2 separate regions of the Mus musculus genome follow, and region 1 is linked to region 2. Evidence: chromatin contacts called from public Hi-C data. All regions are on one chromosome and are shown on one strand. The core of a region is the stretch at or near the end of the contact, and the rest is flanking DNA. Distances in the headings are between cores, read along the strand shown. Region 1 overlaps Rora (RAR-related orphan receptor alpha). Region 2 has its middle 12 kb from the start of Gm20745.

The links. Hi-C and Micro-C count contacts between places; a contact is called where the count stands out from the background.
Region 1: a contact with region 2 is called in a Hi-C map of uterus, with 5 times the contacts expected there. The contact joins two enhancer-like sites. A contact is called at or near these places in 1 of 15 datasets of contacts at CTCF or cohesin (pro-B cells), 45 of 484 Hi-C or Micro-C datasets (the AML12 cell line, the AtT-20 cell line, B cells and 28 more) and 4 of 115 datasets of contacts at active chromatin or transcription factors (astrocytes, bone marrow-derived dendritic cells, differentiating embryonic stem cells and 1 more).

What each region holds. Positions count from the first base shown.
Region 1 is chr9:68,693,464-68,699,911 of GRCm38.p6, reverse strand. The region is part of intron 1 of Rora (RAR-related orphan receptor alpha); the gene reads right to left. Among named protein-coding and RNA genes, the nearest start is that of Gm31325, 43 kb to the right of the region's middle. Within about 2 kb of position 4,896, at least 9 of the 459 cell types and tissues checked have an H3K27ac peak or open chromatin away from gene starts, as enhancers often do. A contact at or near this core is called in uterus, where this site is marked.
Region 2 is chr9:68,010,989-68,017,426 of GRCm38.p6, reverse strand. No RefSeq gene overlaps it. Among named protein-coding and RNA genes, the nearest start is that of Gm20745, 12 kb to the left of the region's middle. Within about 2 kb of position 2,161, at least 24 of the 459 cell types and tissues checked have an H3K27ac peak or open chromatin away from gene starts, as enhancers often do. A contact at or near this core is called in uterus, where this site is marked.

The DNA of each region.
Region 1 (6,448 bases), core at 3,647-6,146, 680 kb before region 2:
GGTCTCCAAGCATAAAGAGCGCATCCGGCCCGACACCATTCTAATCTAATTAAATGAGATCCTTCTGTCAGACACTGAAAACACCAATTTATTTCTCATTCATCAAATTGATTCAAACCTCCCTTATCAGATATCTCAATTATCAAAGACTCCAAGGTCATGTAACACTCAGACACCGCTTTATATCTGTTCTCTTTATACTATTATAATTCACTTTCCCTTGTAAGGGTTACAGTCTTAGCCTAGGGAAAAACTCACCACAGAACCCAGAACATTAGAGGTGAAGGATGCTGACTAATATGGCCTTGGCCACATTAAGGATACTGAGGCCCAAAGAACTTGGTCCCTGGCCCAAGGCCACACAGCTCAAGTTCCAAGATGAGGCCATCTTCAGGCCATCCTTCCTCCCTTCAGTGGGGTTTCCCAGAGGCTGCTCAGGGAAAGAGTGGGTCAAGGTGAGCCAGGGCAAGGGGGCCATATGCAAGCTTAGAGGAGTGAGTTTTCCTTGAAGGGTTGTCTGACCACCAAGGATAAAACAGTGATTTCATAGTGGATGAGTCTCACAGATACTTATTAAATAGGTGCTCTAGTTTCATGATGCAGAAACAGGCGAGTGGATTAACCAAGACATTGACTAGATGTGACATGAGTTAGGGAGGGCATGTTTGTTTGTTTGTTGTTTAAATCCACAGCCTCCCTCCATTAACCAGGACAAGATAAATAGCTTCTCTTAAGTACCTGGCCCAGACTATAAAAACAAGGCACGTCCGGGAACAGTTGTAGCTTGGAGGTGATGGAGCAAGTGAGCTGAAAGCAACATGGAATCATGGACTGAGTGCTGGAACAGCAAAGGGCTGTGATTGGGAGGTGAGAGAAAGCTGAAGTAGCTCTGTAATGCATGTGGTAGTTTGGGTCAGCACTAATTTTTTTTTTATTTCTGTACCTGTGGTAATGGGGGACACCTCGTAGTCCTGTATGACAAACTCTGCTTGTCTAAACTGGTTTCATTTTAATAAAGAACACCAGAAGAGGTTTGGAGACTAGCAGGAGATACCTAAAGGTCCTTCCCCTGCTTAGCCTGCCCTTAGGCACCTTCAGTCAAAAGCAGTTTCCACAGCTCTTTCTTCTCGTTATCTTGATGCTCTACAAGATCTTCTTGTAGCACGGAACATGGAGATGTTTTATCACTAAGAACAGCCCCCAGTCCCCTTTCCCCCACAAAGTAAATGCTCAATAAATATTTCCCCAAAGGTCTTGGGGAGATTACTTAATTGGTATTGGATATGCTATACAAGCCTGAGGACCCAAGTTGGAGCTTTCTCTGCATATGTATATACATGTATATGTGTATTTGTACACATAGATATATGAATGTGTGTGTGTGTGTGTGTGTGTGGGTGTGAGTGTGTGTGTGGCAGTACACACCTGTAATCCTCAACACTCTGAATGTCAGGATACAACAATCCCTGGAGCTATCTGGTCAACTTAGCCTAGACATGTTGACAAGCTCTGTGTTCAGTGAGCAACACTTTTTCAAAAATCTATAATGGAGAATGAATGAGAAAGGCACCAAATGTTGACCTCTGGCCTCTGCACTCATAATTGCACACACATGAATATGTGTCTACACGTGTGTGCACACGTATAACATGTATTTACCTCTCTCTCTCTCTCTCTCTCTCTCTCTCTCTCTCTCTCTCTCTCTCTCTCTCTCTCTCCTGACTTCCAAAATTAATTAAATCCAATATCCAATAGCCTCGGGCCCCCCCTCCTATGCCTTTCCTCCCCACCACTTGGTCAGATATAGATGTTTTGTCAAGTCTTGCCTATCTTAGTAACACCCAGAGACAGAGAGGGCTCCCCTGCTCACATATAATTGTCCTGAAACAATGATCTCCCTCTTATGTGGGGTAGAACCCTTTGGGAACCATCTCTGGCGAGGCCCAGCTCCACCAGTCATGGAAGTCACAAGCGCACCTCGGAACAGTTGGAATTAGCAGCGCACCTGCTACCTGCATTCTGCTGTGCTCCAGAAACTGCGCTGTTTCCTCCTTCCTTAAGTTAAAACACACGAGCTGTGTTTGCACCCACAGTTCTCCCTGCTCACAGCATCCAACAAACACACAGCCCTTTCAGACTAAGAAGAAAATCTGTACTCTGTCATAGCCTGCCCTCCACTTCCTTCTGAGGATAGAAATGTGCCCAACCATCCACCCAGACTTCATGTACCACATTACCACCTCAGAAAGTCTCCCCCAGAAATTGCCATGCCCCCCTTAAACAAGTATTAATCTCCTTCCAACTAACAATGTCCTGTTCTATGATACCCTGGTCCCCTCGACATCTTGAGGAAGCATGAAGTCATTATCTGCTGACCCTCTGGTTTCTCTGAGCCTCTGCAGCAAACTGGATGGCTCTTAGCCTCCAGACCTTTTTATCCCCTCTCTCCCCTCTCTTTGATGTTAATGCTGAAAAGATGGGCAAGGAATGGATTGAGGCAACCAGGCCGGCTGGATCCCAGTAGCTCTGGCTTACTCTAGTATAAAGAAGTCGAGCAGAGACATCTTCAGAGCTCTCTCTCAGCTTCTCTGCCCGCTTTCATCTTCATGAATGCTCTTGATGGCACCTGACATTGACAAAAAGCCTGATGACGGATCCTGAACTATACTAGTGACATCACTCTCTCACTGGTACCCCACCCTGGAAACTTGGGATTTGCCAATCACTGATGGCTCCCTTCCCTGGCTCACACTCAGATAAAAACTTCCTGTTATTGTTCAGTTATTGACAGTGCTATTGATCAGTCACTGAAATCACCTTAAACTACCTCCCATCCCTTTTGGTGGAGGTTGAAGTTTCAGCCTTTGTCTGCTCCTGCATGGGTTAGGACAAGACCCTTGGAGGTCTTGCTATCTTGAGCCCACTCGGTCTGCAAGCTCAGGATCAGTAGTATGTGTTCTTCAACAGGGTTAGTGCATCCCTAGGAGGTGTGATCCGGAGTCACTCTCTTCTCTCTGATCTCTTCCCTGAACCATCTCATTCTTCATACGTTCCTAAAAGTTCTGCAATGCCCAGCTCTAAGGCCACACTGCTTAGCCTTCACTGCTCAGAAACCTCATTGCATAATTTAGTACTTAATATAAAGGGCCAACCTCAATGGCCCCTCCTAGAAGCTGGAGAAATGCCCATCTCTGAACAGCCTGCTGAACACACTTCCTCTGTTAAACTCAATTATGTAACTCATAGTTTAAGTTATCTCCTATATGTGTCCAGGGTTTGATTAGATTGCCAGCTTCTCTTGGCTTGTGCTGCCAAGCCCAGACCCTGCATGGAGAGGTCATCTTAAAAGATGTCATCTCATGACTGAAGAACAGTCTGTTCCAAAGGATGAGGACTCTGGGACCATCCTCCTGGACTCAGACTCTAGTAAGCCTTGGAGGCAGCTGAGCAGCTTGTCCTAAGTCCAGACACGGAGGAGACATGTTCTTAGTGGTATAGCTATTGCCAATTTGCCCATTCTTCTGTAAATAACCCCTCGCCCGTGCTCCTGTGAAAGCAACCCCAGGTAAACACATTGGGTCACCAACAAAGGAGGGACATAAAGTAGAAAAGGGACTAACTGAGAAGAAGGATGAGATCAGTAAGAGTGGGAAGAAGAAACGAGAGGGTAATGGCGAGGGTAGATGTGATCACAATATATCATGGTCATATATAAAAATTTCAAAATGAAACATGTTATTATGTATAATTAATGGATGCCAATGAAAACTTTCTGGAAAAATCCACACACGCTGTCTGGCCCCTGCAGATTCTGATTAAGAAATGGTTCAGGAACGTTCTGGAAACGTCACTGATTTTTCCCGTGAAACACCACGCCCAGCAGCTCCCCAGAGATAGAAACTGTGTGAGTCCTTCACCCTGTTTGTCCCTAAAGCTTCTGCCTTGTGGGGTCAGAGGTCAGAGGAGAGGTCCTATCACTAATAAAGAGAACATTCAGACACTTCTGTGGCGGTGTCTCTGGGGCTCGACCCCGGGGCTGGGAAGCAGCCGAGAGGCGGCGGCATCGGGAGAGCACTTAGATTCCTTATGTGCTCTCAGAAATGCCAGCGAGTTTGAAAGGCACTTTGTCCAATTAGAAGTGTGGGGAAAATATCCATCCTGTCTGTGACAAAGATGAAGCACTTCTTTCAAAAGTACTGGTGGCAGCCTGCCAGCTCTCAGAAGTCCAAGGAATCCACGCGAGCCAGCAGTTATTAATTAGTTTTATTAGTGGCAGGTCCTTAATGCAAAATGACAGAGAGAAGAGAGTGAATATCCCCATCACTACTAAAATACAAATTGTCCAGATTTAGGCTGCGCTGTTCGCCGAACACGCGCAGGCCACTCGCCAGGCCCAAGTGGGGAATAGAGAAGAGAGCCAAGTGCCTTGCTACAAAATCCTGGACTATTAACGGCATGACCAAGAGTTGGAGTACTTACCTCAGGTAATTCTCCAGGAGACAATGCACTGGTTTTAATTATCAAGGAGGAAGGGCCTCCGAGGGGAAGCTGGGACGGGTTGGTGGTGAGGACAGGGAGGGAAGAGGCCCTGTTCTCCCTATAAACAAGGCCTCAATGAGAAGCAATGGCTTCTCAGAGCAGCACACAGGGCCGCCCTGCTGAGAATTAGTCTTCTACTGTCAACCTGTGTTTTATGACCATTAATCACATTTGTATTTATAAGCACTAAGACAGGATAATCAAATCTCATGCTTCAAAGCATATGTTTATCACCACAGGCACAAGAAGGAAGTGGGGGGAAAGTTTACAAGGCTGCTCTGTTGGCAGGAGCTGCAGCCTATCTGTGGCCTCCCCAGAAGCACCCTGGAGGGGGTTGAGGGGGACTGAGGAGCATTCTGCAGGGGAGAGGACAGAGCTGCCTTGTACCTTGCAGTTGTTAATATTTTTTACTGCTCTCTGTGCTGGGCCAAACACAGGAATTTAAAAGACACTCTTTTCCCAGTGCCCCACCCCCAGTAAGCTCTTCCTCTCTCCCTACAATAGCACCCATGACTGTGTAACCGTGTAATGTCTCCTCCTGGTTCATAGGTTTCATGTAGGTCTCTTATACCATACCATTTGAAGAGGTTTCCAGTTTAACATACCATTCAAGGGCTCTTTCCCCTAGACTGGAAAAAGAAATTGTTTTCCATCCAAGGCCAGATAGTAAGAATTTTAGGCTACTCTGAAGGAGCTACTCTCTTCTGCCTTCCGAGGCTGCCCCATACTATACAGGTGTGGCTCTGTCCCAATAAAACTTTACCCATCCCCAAAAAACCCCACAAAGACAACAACAACAAAAACAAAACAAAACCAAGTTCTAGAAAATCTAGGGAGATAACTTAGCGGTTAAGATCATTGACTGTTTATAAAGGGGACCAAAGGTATAACCATCTGTAACTCCAGTTCCAGGGCATCTGACCTCTTCTTCTGACCTCCTGGTTTACCAGGTACCTACATGATGCACATAGATCCAAGCAAAACAATCATACTCATAGAATCAAAATTCAAAACAAAACAAAAACAAATCAATTGCTGAGAACCACAATCCGTTCTTAGACAATCGCTATCTCATAGTGTCTGCCTCCCTGCAGTGGAACACAGGCATTGAGGAAGAGAAGAGGATGGCCCAGGGCTTTTGGAACACAAGGCCTACGATGAAGAAAAAGCAGGGAAGGAAAGTGGACACTGCTGATTCATTGAAAAGGCTTAGAAGCCTTTGACGCCATGTCTGCATCTAGGAGATCCTCTCAAGTAACTTCAAATGATGTGCATGATGCAGGGTAGCCGCACCTTCTCCTCAGGTAAACAGGTGCAAGGCTTCCCTCTCTCTACACAAGTGTTTGTTCCCATCAAGGAAAGGGTCTCTGTTGAGTTTGCTCATATAATTGGGTGTTTTGCATGGTCTATGGTATGTACAAGTTAAGTTGAAATGAGCCTCCTCTTGTATATCTTTAAGTCTACCTTCTTTAACACCAGAAGATGCCTTGCTGAGATTTTTAAAAAGCCATAGAGATAAGATACATAAAGATTTCAAGGAGTAACCTATGTGTGATTTTATGTATATAATTTATATGTAGTATAAATATATGTATAATTTATATAACGTATAAGCAATTTTGTTTGTATATGTGAAGTCTATGTTCTCACTGGCTTCCCTTAGAAAAAACCTGATTGAGGGTAAGTAATTCATATGCGAAGATTCTGCACCTTTTATGGAGAATTTAGTGGTCTGCAAACAAAGACTTAATCCGTCAGGGAGCTATTTCATGTATGTTGGATTTTGGGGTTAGCAGTACTCTGTGGAGGAAGGGACATTATCTTTGGAGTGGAAAGTACCATGGCTGAAATGCTGGCTCTGTTGCTGCAGCTTTGGGCAGTGCTCTAAACCTGTTTCCTAATCTAAAAA
Region 2 (6,438 bases), core at 912-3,411:
GATGCACTGCCCCAGTCAGGTAACCTTTCTGAAGCAGAGGCCATGCCCTTTTCCATCTTTCTCCTATACTCACTTGTCCAGAGCAAGGGTTTCTCCTCGGGCTCAGCACCATGGGACCAGGATGGCATATCTTCCTAGCCCTCTGGACAGGGAGGACTGTGTCTATGTCACTGTCATTCCTAATAGTGTTCCACTGGGATTTATAAAAACAGAATCATCAAAAGCTTTCCTTATTTGACAAATGAATGATACTCATAGTTGTTCATTTCCAACACCTTCTCTGGCCTGCAAGGGTACCCATATGTGCATACCCCTCCCCAAACACACACACACACACACACACACACACACACACACACACACACTGTCATGTAAATATTTTTAAAAGAAAGGGAGGGAGAAAAGGTCACCTAGGGGTGGGAAGAGATGATGGCTGTATAGTTATATATAGAGAGAGATGAGCCTGCCTGGCATCTGCTAATGGGCTTTGTGCTGCATTTGATTTTGACGCCTCAACCATCCTCAGCACAGCCCCTCCAACTTCTTCAGAATCCTACATCCCTTCACCTCCTCACACCAAAACTAAGAGTTCTCACAAACACCAAGTCCCGTGCCAAGTCTCCCTTGCTCCACTCTGCTCCCTTTGAACAGAGCTGAAGGGCCTCCCTGTCCTGAGACGAGATGTCAGCCAGAAACTTAAGTTGCTATGCCATCATGTGGCTGACAGAAGGACAGCAGGCTTGGTACAGGGCTGAAGAGGGGAGACAATAAGGCATCCAGCCAGACATTCTAAAGTCCATCAGAGACATGGGCAACACCTAAAGGGCTCCATTCTGGGTGTTAATTGGACTTGAAAAGCCCTGGACTTAGACATGGAACACAGACATTCAAGGGGGGCTGGTCTTCAATCTCTGGGTGCTTTGTTCTGTAAAACTGTGTGATTAGAAGCCACCCTCCCTCACGTATGCCCAGCACATCCTTCCTCAAAGGGCACCCTCTACCCACCCAGAGCCCTGTTCCATTTTATGAAGAGCACCAGGAGGAAAGGGTGGGGTCTCCTGAGAGCCCCACCTTGGAGCCTGAAGGTCATGGGGTCAGGTTTTCTCTAAAGTCGAACCCAAGTTCCTACTCCAGTAAAGGACTGTGGGAAACAGTCATGAGCCATGCCTCTTGATCAGATGACCCGAGATCAAGTCTTAAGCTTCTGCACTCCCTTGCTCTGGGTCTCATCATCCTTTCTGGGAAATGGGAGAGCCAGAAGTCATAATCCCAGCCTGTGCTCAAAGGCACCAGAAGCAGAGGGCCTCACACGTGCGGAAGCACAATGGGGACATTAGGGTCAGCGGGAATGGGACAGGGCACCTGTTGTGACTGTTTCAATGACAGATGTGATTCACATGGAGCAGTTGTTCAAAGTCAGGGCCCTCAAACCCAGAGCAGGAGATAGAAGAAGGAGCGTGCCTGAGTTAGGGGGAGCAGGACACCTCACGACCACCTTCAGGCTGGAGGAGGAGAGCCTTGTAGAGTGTGACCATCCCTAAAGGCAGTGGCCAGCCAGTTACAATTCAACACCGGGTTCCAGGGACCATCAGCTCTGAGCTGATCAAAGCTCTACCTTCAAATACATACGTTCTTTCTACCATAAAAAAAAAAGTATGTTCTAGGCAGGGTTGACACTTCCCCTTCAGGAAATGTCCCCAAAGCCCTAGCATCTACCATAACTCATCCCCAAAGCACCATTTCAAAAGGAAAAGAGACGGTAATGGGAGAGCTGGTTCCAAAGGCTGGAGGATTACTAGGGGTAGAAGAGTACAGGCAGGAATGCGGCTGTGGGGAGGGCGGGGACCAGAGATGGAAGAGAGGATGCAAAGGAGATCCCATCCAAACTGAGCATGTGTGAAAATGCCTCACGGAAGTGTGCTACTTTGTATCCTACTTTTACAAATAAATTGGGAAAAACAAACACCAAGGTTCTGAACTCAGGTCCCTGCAAAGTAGGGATGCCACAGTCCAGGTTCTTTCCAGCAAGTCTTGAGAGCTACTTCCTGAGGAATCCTGCGTCCCAGGCTGCTACCCAAATCCTCCTGAGATGCCAGGACCTATCCTGTAGGTCCGGGTATCATAGCTTCCTCAGAGAGCACGCACAGTTGGTGGCGTCTGCCCTCTAGTGGAGTATCAGGGAAAGACAGTCCGGAGTGGGCAAAGAGAAGCACCAAACAACGCAGTCTGTGTGGGGTTTCCTTCCAGTTTCCTCTTCTCCTTCCCTTCCCTCGACCCCACACTTCACCCCCGGGCTGTAGGGCCCCTACACAAGGCTACTTCCACGTTGGCTGGTGGTTCAGGCTCGGGAGCTTTGGGCAATGCAGGCCAGGAAATGACCTTGGATGCGTAACAAATTGCAGAAACCCTGGAAATTTTTCTGAGCAGCAGCTCTTTCCAACCTCCAAGAAAAACAATACAGTCTGATGCCTGGGAAGCCTTTCTCCCTTGATGTGTTCCACACGTGGTTCTCCTAGATCCTGGAATTTCCGAGGCTGGGCAGCAAAGTCAGGCAGAGCTTGTTCCAAAAGGATGTCTGAAAACCAAAACAAATAGTGTCTTTTTAAAAGTGTCTCATTTCATCTGCAGAATGCTTGGTCCTTTTAAAATATAAAATCCCTTTTTATTAGTCTCTTTTTAAAAAAATCCATTCTGTGATACATGCAGTGGATTCCAGAAATCACTCGAGAAGATGTGTGTGATCAAGACGGGCTCACACTTGCATGTAGAAGGTGTAGGTTAAGACAGAATTTTTGGAGCCAAAGAGCTAGGTGAGAATCTGAGTTGGATTCAACATCCACTAAAGGGCCAGGCACATCAGCTGCTCAACTGTAATCCCAGCTACGGCAGAAGGCGCTCTAAATCTAGCGGGTCAGTCAGTGTAGCTGAGTCTGTGAGCTCTGGGTTCACTGGGAGGCCCTGTCCCTAAAACTGGGGAGCAGAAACTAAAGGAAGGCCCCAACATCGACCCCTGGTCTCCACATGCACCATGCATGGGCACACACACAAACGAATACACACGCATACACGGGACGGGGTGGAATTTTTTTAAGCAGCATGTGAGGGTTCTTATAAATTGTTTTTAACATGCCTGTTGCAAGTAACTGATCTGGCCTTTTGAATACTGATACAACACAGTAACTTCAATTACAATATTTAAATGTAATTAATAAGAATGCTGGTTCAAATGTCAAAAACCACAAAGAGTACTAGCCCTTAGTTACTAGCACCTAGTGACTAGTTACCCTCTATTTGGTTCATCTGAACGTTAAACCCTGCAATAGACACTGTATACACATAGTCTCATTTAACTCTAAGGACAAACCAGGAATTGTTATTATCATCATCATCATCACTACTAATTACCTTTACTGTTAATCTGATACCCACAGAGTGGCTCAGCTGGGATTCATTGGGGTATGCTGGTCAAATAGGGCTCTAACTCTCCATGCTGCTCTCTTGCCTTCTAGCCAAGTGAGGAGCATACTGGTAAGACTAACCCATTTCTAAAGTACCCCACACCCAATGATGCTGAACAAATAAGGCAAATTGTCATAACAAATAAAATTACTGATCTGAAAGAACCAATTAGAGCAAATATTTAAAAGGAAAGGGATGTGGTGCAAAAAGGGTCACCCAAAGACAGCCTTTGGGAAAGATACCTGGGTCTGGACAAATGTGCACATGAACGTGTGTGTGTGTGTGTGTGTGTGTGTGTGTGTGTGTGTGTAGGTAGGGGGCAGAGATAGATATTTTCCCCTGTTGCATCCACCTCATTTTTGAGAAAGAACCTCTCAGTGGATCTGCAGCTCACCTGATCTCTCCAATCAGCTAGCCAGTGAACCCCCAGGGTCCACTTGTCTCTGCCCCTCCAGACTCCAGGTGCCACAGCTGACTATTTACACAAGGTCTGGGGATTTGAGCACAGGTCCTCATGCAGCAAGCACGTCACCCACTGAGCCATTTCCCATAATCCTACATATGGGATCCCGAAGATCAAACTCAAATTGTGAATAAAATAGTGGCAAGCATTCCCAAGAAGACACAGCACAGTTCTACTTAAAGCACGTTTGACGCACAGACTGGAAAATAAAGATAGATAAATAGATGGTTTCTTTTTTTTTAATTTTTTTTATTAGATACTTTCTTCATTTACATTTCAAATGCTATCCCGAAATTCCTCTATACCCTCTCCCCCCCACCCCCCCCCCGCCCTGCTCCCCTACCCACTCACTCCGACTTCTTAGCTCTGGCATTCCCCTGTACTGGGGTATATAAAGTTTGCAAGACCAAGGGGCCTCTCTTCCCAATGATGGCCAACTACGCCATCTTCTGCTACATATGCAGCTAGAAACACAAGCTCTGGGGGTACTGATTAGTTCATATTGTTGTTCCACCTATAGGATTGCAGACCCCTTCAGCTCCTTGGGTACTTTGTCTAGCTCCTCCATTGGGGGCCCTGTGTCCCATCCAATAGATGACTATGAGCATCCACTTCTGTATTTGCCAGGCACTGGCATAGCCTCACAAGAGAAAGCTATATCAGGGTCGTGTCATCAATGTCTTTCTGGCATATGCAATAGTGTCTGGGTTTGGTGGTTGTATATGGGATGGATCCCCGGGTGGGGCAGTCCTGGAAAGAACCCAGATGCCCCTCAAAGAGGAATGGATACAGAAAATGTGGTACATTTACACAATAGAGTACTACTCAGCTATTAAAAACAATGAATTCATGAAATTCTTAGGCAAATGGATGGATCTGGAGGGTATCATCCTGAGTGAGGTAGCCCAGTCCCAAAAGAACACACATGGTATGCACTCACTGATAAGTGGATATTAGCCCAGAAACTTAGAATATCCAAGATACAATTTGCAAAACACATGAGACACAAGAAGAAGGAAGACCAAAGTGTGGATACTTCGCTCCTTCTTAGAATGGTGAACAAAATACCCATGGAAGGAGTTACAGAGACAAAGTTCGGAGCTAAGATGGAAGGAAAGACCATCCAAATAGATGGTTTCTTAGAAGAAGAAGAAAAAAAAAGGATGACTTCAGGAAGGGGAGGTGGTGGTGGCGAGATGGCTCAGTGATTAAGAGCACTAGCTACTCAGGCAGAGGACCCAGGTTCAGTTCTCAACACCCACGCGGCAGCTCACAACAATCTGCAGCTGCAGTCCCAGGGGATCCAGTATCTTCTTCTGGACTCTGCAGCATCAGGTCCACAAGTGGTGCACAGACGCACATGCAGACACAACACTCATACACATGAGATAAGTAAGTCTTTACAAGAAACAAACTGCCAGGCAGTGGTGGCGCACGCCTTTAATCCCAGCACTTGGGAGGCAGAGGCAGGTAGATCTCTGAGTTCGAGGCCAGCCTGGTCTACAGAGTGAGTTCCGGGACAGCCAGAGCTATACAGAGAAACCCTGTCTCGAAAACAAAAAAAAAAAAACAAAAAAAAAAAAACAAAAAAAAAAAAGAAAGAAAGAAAAAGAAAGAAACAGACTGCTTTGGGTCCTCCTCAGCAATGCATTGGCACTTACCAAGACACAGTAAATAATGTAAAAATAACTTCAAATGATTAATTAATCCCACACTTCACCTTTTCCTAAGATTAAATGCCTTCAGTGCCAAGGCCTGGTGTTGGGTCGAAGAGAGAATTTAGTTAGCATTTATAAACTGTCGGTGAGGATAATTTTCAAGAAACACACGATTACTTTAGCTCAAGAAACCAACTCAGCATTTATAAAAGGCAACTGAGTCCATCAGCACACCTGTCCATTTCTCTTTCTGCATTAATAAGACTGTCCCTCATAGTTTAACTGTAAAGTGTGCAGTTCAAGTGTGTGATTCATAATTATGCACATATCAATAGGGAATATGTGAACCAGTGTATAATTTTGCTGCAAGAAGCCTAAATAAAGAGAAAGTTATCTCCCAGCTTCCAAGAACTATCAAAATTACATCTGAGGATCCTGCTTATGACCATCTCCCTTTACCAACTGTCCCAGGTGAACCGTGACCAGGCACTTCTGGCTGCAGATTTGATCACTGAAAAGATTTACCAAAAGTGCAGGTTAGTTTCATGTCAATTTGACACAAGCTTGAGTCACTGGAGAGAAAGGAGCCTCAATTGAGCAAGCCATGGGGAGCAAGCCATGAGGAGCAAGTCATGAGGAGCAAGTCATGGGGAGCAAGCCATGGGGAGCAAGTCATGAGGAGCAAGTCATGGGGAGCAAGCCATGGGGAGCAAGCCATGGGGAGCAAGCCATGAGGAGCAAGCCAGCAAGCACCCCTCCACGGCCTCTGCATCAGTTCCTGCCTCCAGGTCCCTGCCCTATTTGAGTTCCTGCCCTGACTTCCTTCAATAATGAGCAGTGATGTGGACACTTAAGCCA